2 separate regions of the Sus scrofa genome follow, and region 2 is linked to region 1. The links are chromatin contacts, called in public HiChIP or PLAC-seq maps. All regions are on one chromosome and are shown on one strand. The core of a region is the stretch at or near the end of the contact, and the rest is flanking DNA. Distances in the headings are between cores, read along the strand shown.

The links. HiChIP or PLAC-seq counts read pairs in DNA pulled down with a chosen protein or histone mark.
Region 2: an H3K27ac HiChIP or PLAC-seq map of skeletal muscle shows a contact between it and region 1. The contact joins two enhancer-like sites. A contact is called at or near these places in 2 of 47 Hi-C or Micro-C datasets (embryonic fibroblasts and skeletal muscle) and 1 of 2 datasets of contacts at active chromatin or transcription factors (skeletal muscle).

The regions. Positions count from the first base shown.
Region 1 is chr1:22,257,359-22,262,251 of Sscrofa11.1, reverse strand. All of the region lies in intron 1 of HIVEP2 (transcription factor HIVEP2), which reads right to left. Among named protein-coding and RNA genes, the nearest start is that of HIVEP2, 19 kb to the right of the region's middle. Within about 2 kb of position 1,746, at least 62 of the 83 cell types and tissues checked have an H3K27ac peak or open chromatin away from gene starts, as enhancers often do. A contact at or near this core is called in skeletal muscle, where this site is marked.
Region 2 is chr1:22,412,945-22,417,921 of Sscrofa11.1, reverse strand. HIVEP2 (transcription factor HIVEP2) reads right to left here. Exons shown (of 10, transcript XM_021072421.1): 5 at 1-4,977. The coding sequence starts at 4,739. Among named protein-coding and RNA genes, the nearest start is that of HIVEP2, 170 kb to the right of the region's middle. Within about 2 kb of position 3,346, at least 9 of the 83 cell types and tissues checked have an H3K27ac peak or open chromatin away from gene starts, as enhancers often do. A contact at or near this core is called in skeletal muscle, where this site is marked.

The DNA.
Region 1 (4,893 bases), core at 497-2,996:
ATATCTTCTGTGTAATTTTACTATAGGGGGAGAAATGGGAAAAGAGAATCATATTTTTTAAAAAATAAAACAATATTGCATTAACATGTGGCTTTCCAGTTTTACAACACATTTTCACTCGCACCGTGCACCGTCATGTTCGCCCCTTGAATCCATCTAACTATTGAGCGCAAATTTTAGTGAGTAATATCTAGCAGTCACAAATTCCCCTCTGTTCTTCTAACTTGATTTCCTTTAGAGGGCCATTGAGAATATCTGTACAAATATTTTTGTGCATCTCACAACCAAATAAGAGTGTCAAGATAACAACTTGAATGAGGCTCATATGGTACAAAGAGAGGGTATTTATGTTATATTCTATTAAAGGAAAAAGCTGTCTTAAAAAGGGCTAATGTTTAAATCGACAGCTCTTATTCCAAGTGTACTCAAGCCCTCTTTAATTTCCTTATTGCATAAATCAGCTGAAAGCATCCCAAGGGAAATGCCATTGTACTACATACATTTCTAATGATCCTGTGGGGATTTTTTAAAAGGAAAATATTTAGGCAACAATTATATAAGCATAGGTCAGCCATTAGTCTTGTGACTCGGTTTAACTTAAACATGTGAACAGTGTATGGCGCAATTTAGAATGATTTTCTAGGTTTACTATGAACTACTAAATCATAGCTTCATCTATTAAATCCTTTCTCTGTCAAGTCTTTGATATAAGAAACCTTAGCAGACCTCCCAGTGAACTCTGGCATTTTGGCTGTGGGGCCAAAAGAACAATCTACCATTACAAAGCCTATTCATGAGTCAAGGAGAGAAGCAGAGAAGTGGTCAGAATGATGACTGCGCAGCTGATACGATACTATTCTCCCTTACCTTGCTCACAAGTATATAAAACATACAAGATTCATGTTACTAAATTATAGAATATTAAGCTCAACACTGATTCTAAAATGTACCTTGAAAGATCATTAATGCAAAGTAAAACACCTGTTACTAAAAAGGCTGGATTTACTCTCTTGGCTTCAACTTTTTAATCCTACCTATAGCCGAAAAAAAAAAAAAAAAAAAGTAGAAAAGGTTTGTTTTGTTTTTTTAAATCCATCTATAATTCGAGCATAGTAAATTAGGGCTACATTTCTGTTCTCAAATTCACAATAAGCATTTTTTCAAACAAGATTTACTAACTACATAACGTTTAAAAATCATGACTACCCGGAGAGTTTTCTTGTAATGATTCCGTCTCGAAGTGTGTAAGGGCACGATGCTTGTGCTTGGCTGCAAACATTCATATCTTTGCTTCCACAACAAAGCAAAAAGGTGACAGTTAGAAAGAGGGTGAAACAAGAGGTTTCCTGTACGGCTTCGTGAAGAGAAAGAAGGTGCATTCTGCAAGGCGAAGGACAAGTCCGCTCAGGCCCTCTGCAGCCAGCATTATTCAGCACTCTTCACCCCCAGGCAGCCGGCCCACCTGACCGGGGTTCCCTATTGTACAGCTGCAGCGGTCTCCCCGAGGCCAGCGATCCCCGGACCTCCGGCACAGTGAGTCCCCTGGCAGGCTCGGCCAAGCGAGCCTCGGCCAAGTCAGTGCCTTCTCCTCAGCGCCCCTGCCCCCGGGAGGGCCGCCCCGAAACTAGGTCTGGGCGGGCGCGGCGGGAGCTGCGAGCCCCACTTTCCCCCGACAGGAAGGGGGAGGCCGAGAGCATTTCCTGTTGTGCAGCTGCAACCGGCGGAGACGTCACTGCATTCACACTCCCTCGGGTGTCGGCGGCGGCCCGGGGCCTCACGTTCAGCCCCTTGCAGGGCGGGCCGGGGCTCCCCGGGGTGGAAGGGCTCGTGGCGCCGGGGGCCACGCGGGCGGGGGCGGCGCGGGAGCGGCTTTTCCGCCCGCCCGCGTCAGGCGGACCCAGCCCGGCCGCTCCCCAACCCTGCTCCCCTCCCGCCCGCCGCCCGCTCCTTCCCCGGGGCCGGGAAAGGCGTGTGTTTCCAGGTGCTCAGAGGAAGCACTTTTTTTGGCGCAAGTTTCTTAGCTCAATTTTTAACGTAATTTCCCCCCAAGATGACTCTTTCTACACTAGGATTATTTTTAAATAATCAAAAGTGAAAATCATTTCAGTGTTGTTGCAATTAGGTGTTTTCCTCGTTTTCCATCTCCTGATTGTGGATTCCTAAAGTAACTGTCAGATGCAAGTGAAAAAGATTTCTCTACTGCACAGCTCCAGTGAGGTCAAAGGCGGCAAGAAGACACTCCTCAGACGTTTCTAAAAGCATTTCTATTCGTTTTCATTTATTAAAAAACACCCCCTACACAACATATAAAGTCCTTTTACTTATTAGGTCCTAATTTATCATATCTGGAATGTCTAATTTTTAAAAATCCGAACCTCTTAAGAATCAGTTTTGTACTTATCCACTTTAATGGCACGCAAAACTTTTGGCCAGGATGTTTTAAAGTGGAAATTTTACCCATTCATATAAAAATAATAGCGATTTTTAAAGTTTCCTTTATCCTAAATTTCCAGCCCTCCATTTAGTACAAACCATAAACCAGATTATAACCATGTGTAATTCTAGAAAAGCAGTGGCTTAAGGTTAATAAGGGTTATGAGACTATAAGGGACTCTATAATCATTTTTAAATAAAAAAACTGGATGAGCTTAACAAATTTTAGATTCTGTTCTTCTTTGGCGAATCAATGTTAACAGATGTTGTATTTTGCCAATTTCTCTAACATTTGAATTTAGCAACGCCTCACATCAGGACATGGAATTAAAATATTTAGGGCTTTATCAAGTGTAAATTATGGACTTTGGGTGATAATGACATGTCAATGCAGATTTATCCACTGTAACCAATGTACCACCCTATGCAAGATTCTAATAGTGGAGGAGGCTGTGCCCATCAGGGAGTGGGGGAGGGGAAGGGGGCAGGCAGTGCTATGGACTCTCTATTCCACTCAATTTTGCTGTGACTCTAAAGCTGCTCTAAAAAACTAACTCTATTCTTAAATATATTTAGGCTGTTAAAAGAATCATGATATTTCCTGCGTTGTAACCTGTAGATTCACAAGTAAATGAATCTTAAGAATTAAAAAGAACTCATCATCTTGATGCTTTCATGAAGTTCATCATCCAAAGCTACTCCTCCTTGATAAAGAAGTTACATTTTTTAAAGTTTACTTAAAAAAAAAATTTTTTTTTAGCACTTTAAGCACAAATAAAAGACTACAACTTAGTAAATGTTAGCTGTCCTATCCAGGCATTTACTACCTGGCATTCACTACCTGTATCGAAAGGAACCCTGGCTTCCACTCAAAGTGACCCAAAGCCCCTGAGAACTTGTCTAATTTTCTAAAGATCTGAGTGACACAACAGTATAGTTTATCATGTAATAACATCAAATGTGCAGAGAGTTTACATTTATTCCACATGTATTTCTATGCCTATTTTATCAAGAAATAGGCTCAGAAAACACAGGACTAGCATAAATGTAGGGACCTCAGAGGGGCTCCTTCCAATATTTTTGAAAAGAAAAAGACCCTTCCATTTCCATACTCCTAACTGCAACTAAAACCACGCCCTCTGTACTATACAGGATGCTCGAAGCTAGCCTGGTAGCCAGCACCTCTGCAATACGAGTGATGAGAGGGGCCTGGGAAATAATCCCATTCAACTGCTTTTTTTATTTAGTTTGAATATAGTAGCTTTTAAACAGCTTCCCAAACTGTATTAAAGGATTCTTGATTGTAAAAGTGATTCCGAATGTGTTTACTCCTAGGAAATACTGCTGTGGTTGCCTGACTCCTGGGTGATCTCATACCACCTTCTTTAGTTTTTTTTTTTTTCCTTCTCATATCAATCATCCTTTTACCCATTAAATCACTGCAGTGATTCCGGGGTTTTTGATTAGAACAAACTTTTACTTATTCCTTCAAATCATCGGTCAATGGTATATAATTAACACTCCACAAACTGCAAGGGACTGCCCAGATACTGTCTAAGCTCCCTGAAGATTTCAGCTAAAGTTCATGCTCTTTGGTTTATACTTAATTGCCGATGATGGCACTTGGAAAGAACAAAAGAAGGGTGACTAAAAATTATCCTGTTTTATAATCCTAATTACAGACTAAATGAAATCAGTACTACCATACATTTAGTACAGACTGATGATATGAAGGCCAGTATGATAGCAATAAATTAAATCAACTTGTGAATAAACATATAATTGAAAACGTAAACCATAATTATAAACTATGAATTCTTCAGGTTCCTGGTGCTAGTCTCAAAGGTATCTCTTTAATATCATGAAAGAGAGAACAAATAAACTGTGAGGATAAAGGGATATTTTGCAGGGCAGAAATTTCAGACTTTTTTAGAAACTCCTGGAAAAAAATTTAAATGTTCCAGTTTTGCGCTTTGAAGTATGTTACGAGAGTGCACAATTCCAACTTAATAAAATGTATTATCACTTCATTCAGTGGAAAGGATTGAGGCTTGAATTTTCCCAAGTTAATTCTTTTAAAACACCTTATTTCATTCAGGACTGGTTTCCTTTAAGATGCACAGTGACGATATGAGAGTGATAGCGTGTCACTTCAGGAATTATCTGGGTCTCCATGTTTCTGAGATCCCAGATCGCTACCAAAAGAGGCTCCACATTTTCTTATACTCTGACTAGTCTTTCAGGTCACTTGACTGTGACAGCCTGACTTGTCTCACAAGCTGGCATCTCTCAAAATATTCAGGCATACTAATTTTTTTTCTTCTCTCATGCTATCCAATATTGAGTTATTCTTCTCCTTAAATGAGCATTCACCAGTCATTTGCTGTTTTTCTAAAAAACTGCCTCCCAAGAAATGCAATGACAAAATTATCTGGATGTTCTTCCTTCTCAGGTCACATC
Region 2 (4,977 bases), core at 2,097-4,596, 150 kb before region 1:
AAGGAGGAGCTCTGTGGGCTCATGCTCATATCAGATGCCGTCTCATCAATGTCTAATTCATCTGAGGACTCTTTGCTTTCTGAAGGCCGGCTGGACTTCTGCCCCAGAGGGGGGGCCTTGGAGCTCGGCGGGAAAGGCTCCCTCAAGGATGCGCTGGCCGATGGATGGTCTTGAGATGAGGAGGGCGAGAGCGAGGAGAAGGAAGATGACCTTGACGGCAAGCCATCCTTGGGCTCAGAGGCACAGCCCTGTCGAACCAGCTGGGGTTTCTGTGGGCGGGAGAGGTCCTTTTTGATGTCTGAGTTGGTCAGCTCCACAGCGCTGAGCTCCTCCACGATCTGTCCGTACATCTTTTCTTCTTTGACCCTTTTCTGCTGCTTTGTTTCCATGAAGAGCTCTAAGCTGCTGGCTGGCGAGAGCATCCGCTTGCTGCCTCCCAGGGTGGCCACGCTGTCAGAGGTGGAAGGTAAACATAAGGGGATGGAGGATTCTAAGCCCAGGGGTAAGGTCTGAGGTACTTTCCAGATAGGGTATTTTTCCAAGCCCGTGTGCTGGCCCAACACCTGGGCAATGTTAAACCCGATCCCCTGCATGGCTGCGTTGGTTACCAGTGTTCTTTGGGTCACATTCTCGTCGACTTTGCATATGACGATGGCCGGGCTGTTCTGCCCAAGTATCTGAGAAATGCTTGTGTACATGACACTCCCGTAGGACGGTACGTGGGTCTGGATCCTAACCGGAACCACTGTTCCTGGTAAGGACTGTAAAGGCCCAGCGTTTGCCGAGGCGAAATCTTCCTGAAGGACCGACTCGGAGGGAGTATCTGCTGACTTGGTGCTCTGGTCCAACGGAAACTTTGGAAGAAGGTTCTTTGAGTGTAGCCCTGATGTTCCTGAATAACCCGGGTAGGTTTGCTCTTTCGTGTGCGTGTAATCAGCGGATTTCTTTCCAGTGTGCTCTGCCACAGGCTCCAGGGGATAGCTGGGGTGCATTTCTGCCTGGAAGGAAGGCTTGCCATAGCTCTTCGGAGGGTGCTGAGCAAGGGGATGGGGGAAGTGTGCCTGCCACCAGGGGGGCTGCTGAGCTGGTAAATGAACCATACAGACGGTAGGGTATTGAAACTGAAACAAGGCGTTCTGGATCGGAGAAAACGGAATAGACTCTTGATGTGGAAATAAGTGTGGCTGTTCAGACAAGTGCTTGCTTGTAATATAGGATGTAGGTTGTATCAAAGGATTTCTCAGAGATTCCTGACTGTCCAGGTGCATGATCTGCTGCTGGGCCAGGTGGAGTGGTCCTGAGCTCAGCTGGGCACAAGGACCCACAACCTGCTTCCCTGGATCCTCTGCCTGAAGAGGAGGGAGCACAGAGCACGGGGCGTGGTGCCATGTGGACCTGAGGCTGGCGTGCAGATGCTCCAGCTGTTCCTGCTTCACCAGCTCCGCACCGACCTCTCCCTGGGCGATCTCCGGAGAGCCGCTGAAAGAAGCCTGCCGCACCAGAAAGCACTTCTTCCTCTCCCGGGAGGGGGACAACGTGGAGGCCGAGGCCCCTGCCACTGGAGCATGGGACAAATTCCCATAATCAAAAGATTTGCTCCGAATTTCTGGGACTTCGGCTGGGTGAGGACAAGGCATCTGCTCGGACGAGCAGCGTCGCATCTCCTTTTGGTGGTGGTGGCCAGGGACAGACAACGAGTAGGAACCAGCCGGAACGGTCAAAAACTCCGAGTGCTTCCCAAACTCATCCTGCTTGGGAGGTGCCCCAAGCTTCATGGTTTCTTCTCTATCGAAAGACATGGAGAAACTGGAGCTGTGGGATAAGTTACTTTCCTGGCTAGGGCTGCGGGAGAGGCCGGTGCCCGTGGACTCGAAGCTGGATTCCCCGGAGGAGTGCTCCATATCCGCGAGCCGCAAACGCTTCTTTTTGGGCGGCAGCTTCTCTGCTGGAAGTTGGGAGAGCGTCTCGCTTCTCTGGGGCCACTGAAATTCCTCCATGGGCTTGTCCGGCTCTTTACTCTGGCCTTCTTTCTCCTTCTCTGGCTTGTCGGGCTCCTCGGTCACGCGAATCTCGGGGACCTGGATGTTGTGCTGGCGCACTAACCGGGGCTGCGCGTGGTAGGGCTGCTGCTGGCCGGGCTGCGAAGGGGATGGTTTCGCCCCCGCCTCCGCGCTCTCCCCCGGCGGCGCCCACTCGGGGCTCACGGGGGCTTCCGAAATCTCACTGTCGCACGTCTCGGAAGGTGACGAGGCTTTCTCCTGGGCGCTGGCCGCCAGCTCCGCAGACTCGGACCTCTCAAATGAGTTGGGTCGGCTCAGCGAGTTCGTGTGCTGAATCACAGAAATCACATTTCCGGGAGGTTTTCTGCCCCCTACGTCTGACAGCTTGTCCGAATCAGCGGCTGCGGGGGACTCCTCTGACCCAAGAGACGGACTTCCGGATTGCAGCGGGGGTCGACACGGATCGTAGCGCTCAGAGTGACCATGAGAAGGGTTCTCCTGTCCAGCCAGCATGAACCCACTCCTCGCTCCTTCCTGCAGCTGCAGTTTGGGATCGTAATCTGAGGTCGTGATGCCCACGGGCGTGCTGACGACGCTGCTGCAAATCATGGGGGTGTCCTCCTCATCCCCTACACTCTTCTCTTTCCGACGTTTTCGATTTTCACACGTAGTCCCAAACATGGTTGGCACTCCCTGAAGTGGCACCGAGGGATCCATGAAATACTCTCCACCATGTTTTAAGGGGCTGATGCAGGAAATATCCCTATAGCTTTGCTTTGGCGTCTCAGAGTCCTCCCACTTCTTATAGGGCTTCCGACAGACGTCGTAATCGTACCCAACCCTGTCCCCAGGAATCAATTTCTTTTCCTTCAGGGATGGACCTGTGATACCCTTGGACATCCTGCCGTGGTGTTCTGCCTCCACGTGCCCCTCCTGTACTGAGGGCAGCTCGAAAGCTGCTTGTCTCCTTAACATGCGCTGAGGGGCTATTCCTACAGTCCCTGGGTAGAACACATCATCGGAACCAGTCATCCTTTCATCAAATGAGTGACTTCCTCTCAGAGAAGGAGGAAGACTTAAATTAGTTGCTGAAGAAGTTGGCATTGAGTTGCTTCTAATCAGGGGTGAAGAGTCAACAGGAGCTTCTAGGAGGATTGGGCTGCTACCTTGGAAATTGGCCGGATAAAGTTTTCCTTCATTCCTGATAGATGATGGAATAGTCTGGGATTGTCGTGACTCACTGTTGAATTTAGCGGATTTCAGCATGCTTGTCTGACTGGGGTCGACTTCTCCCTTGCCTGGGATCAGCTGTGAAACTGGATCTTCAAAAATCTTGACATCTAGCCTGGTGTTTACATGAGGTAATGATTCCATGGTGCCCTTCCTACCCATCGTGGCACGCTCCTGACTCGTGGTTGTAACACTGAGTGTATTTCTCGGACTGAGCCGACAGTATTTTCCAAAGATGATTTCTTCATAAGACTTTGCATTTGTGTTTGGAGGGCTAATCTGCTGCTCTGCACTTTCTGAGCGGGAAAAGTAACCAGAGTCAGTGCTTCCTTTACTGTGCGGGCTCAGAAGGTTCAGAGATGGCTCAGAATCTTGTCCTTTTTTCTCTGACAGTCTTAGTGCAAGTTTCTGTTTAACTGTGTGAGAGTCATCAGGCTTAGTATTTAAAGACGGGTTTGGTAGCATATCAGAACCAATATACGGAGAGCTCTCATTAGGTAAAGGAATCCCGCTTTTGGGGATAATCAAAATCGGCACCTTCATCGGCCCTCCCAGTGATTCCTCCAGTGACCCATGATAGCCACCTCTGCTGGCGATGTCCAAAGGGATAGGTGGCCCAGGACTCATTTTGTCAGGGGCCTCAACAAACAAAGAACTTTCCTCATCTGTGTCTGTACTCTGTTCACCATCTGAATGTATTTCTGCTTCTACGTCAATAAACCCGGCCTCCAGGTCCAATTTAGATACAGCTGACTCTGTGAAAGGGACTAATCCTGCCTTAATGGCATGGGCATGTGACTTCCTGTGCTTGTACAAATTGCTCTTTGTCTTGAAAGAGAAACCACAAGGTATACATGGATATGGCCGCTCACCAGTATGGGACCTGATGTGTTTTTTCAGTACGCTGGGTTTGGCACATGCCCTGCTGCAGTAAGGGCAAATGTACTTGCCGGGCTTCTTGGGTTTGTGCTCTTTTTTGTGAGCATCTTCAGACTGTTCAATACTTTTCTGGGAGTATTGGCTATAAGCAGGGTTCAGACTTGAAATCTTTTTTCTGGGATAACCACCACTGTGGCCGTGTATAGGAAAGGAAAATAAGTCCTCGGAGGCAACAGGTGGCAAAGGGCCAGGGAAAAGCCACGGAGGGCCCTCGAGGCTCTGATGTGGCTTGTTGCTGTGCATGACCCCCTGTGGCAATGAGTGCTGAGGGAAGGAGAGTGAATGTTGGCATGAATAAGGACTCGGACGGTGTGGTGGGTATTGCTTCTCTGTGACTTGCTGTGCCACTTCGCTAGGTGAGGCCAGTTTCCCAGAACCAAAGAGTTGTGCTGACGCCGTGTTTCCTATTTGCTCAGGATCTATTTGCGGTTGCCGCTGTCCTTCTTGACTGCCAAAAGTGCTCATCTTAATAACAGCTGATTGTTCCTGTCTCCATCTACTGGATGCTTTATCAGTTTCTCCAGACCTTGAGGTAGCTTTTTGTCCTAGAGCTGTGTCCCCAGTGTCCATTTTGTTACACAAGGTCTTAAGGGCTAGTTCACTTGAAAGCCGTGCAGACGCATGGAGTGTCTTCAGAGCGGTGCTTTCTCAAAGCCTGCTTGTTTCCATGTTCCAGGGTGTCTGCAAAACTTGCTGAGTACGCCTTCTCTTTGGAACCTTCACTCCCACCCCGCAGTCTATGGGCATTAGATGGTAATGTCCTTGGACCGGGGCTATAACACAGTTCTCTCCATTGTAGAAATGTCCA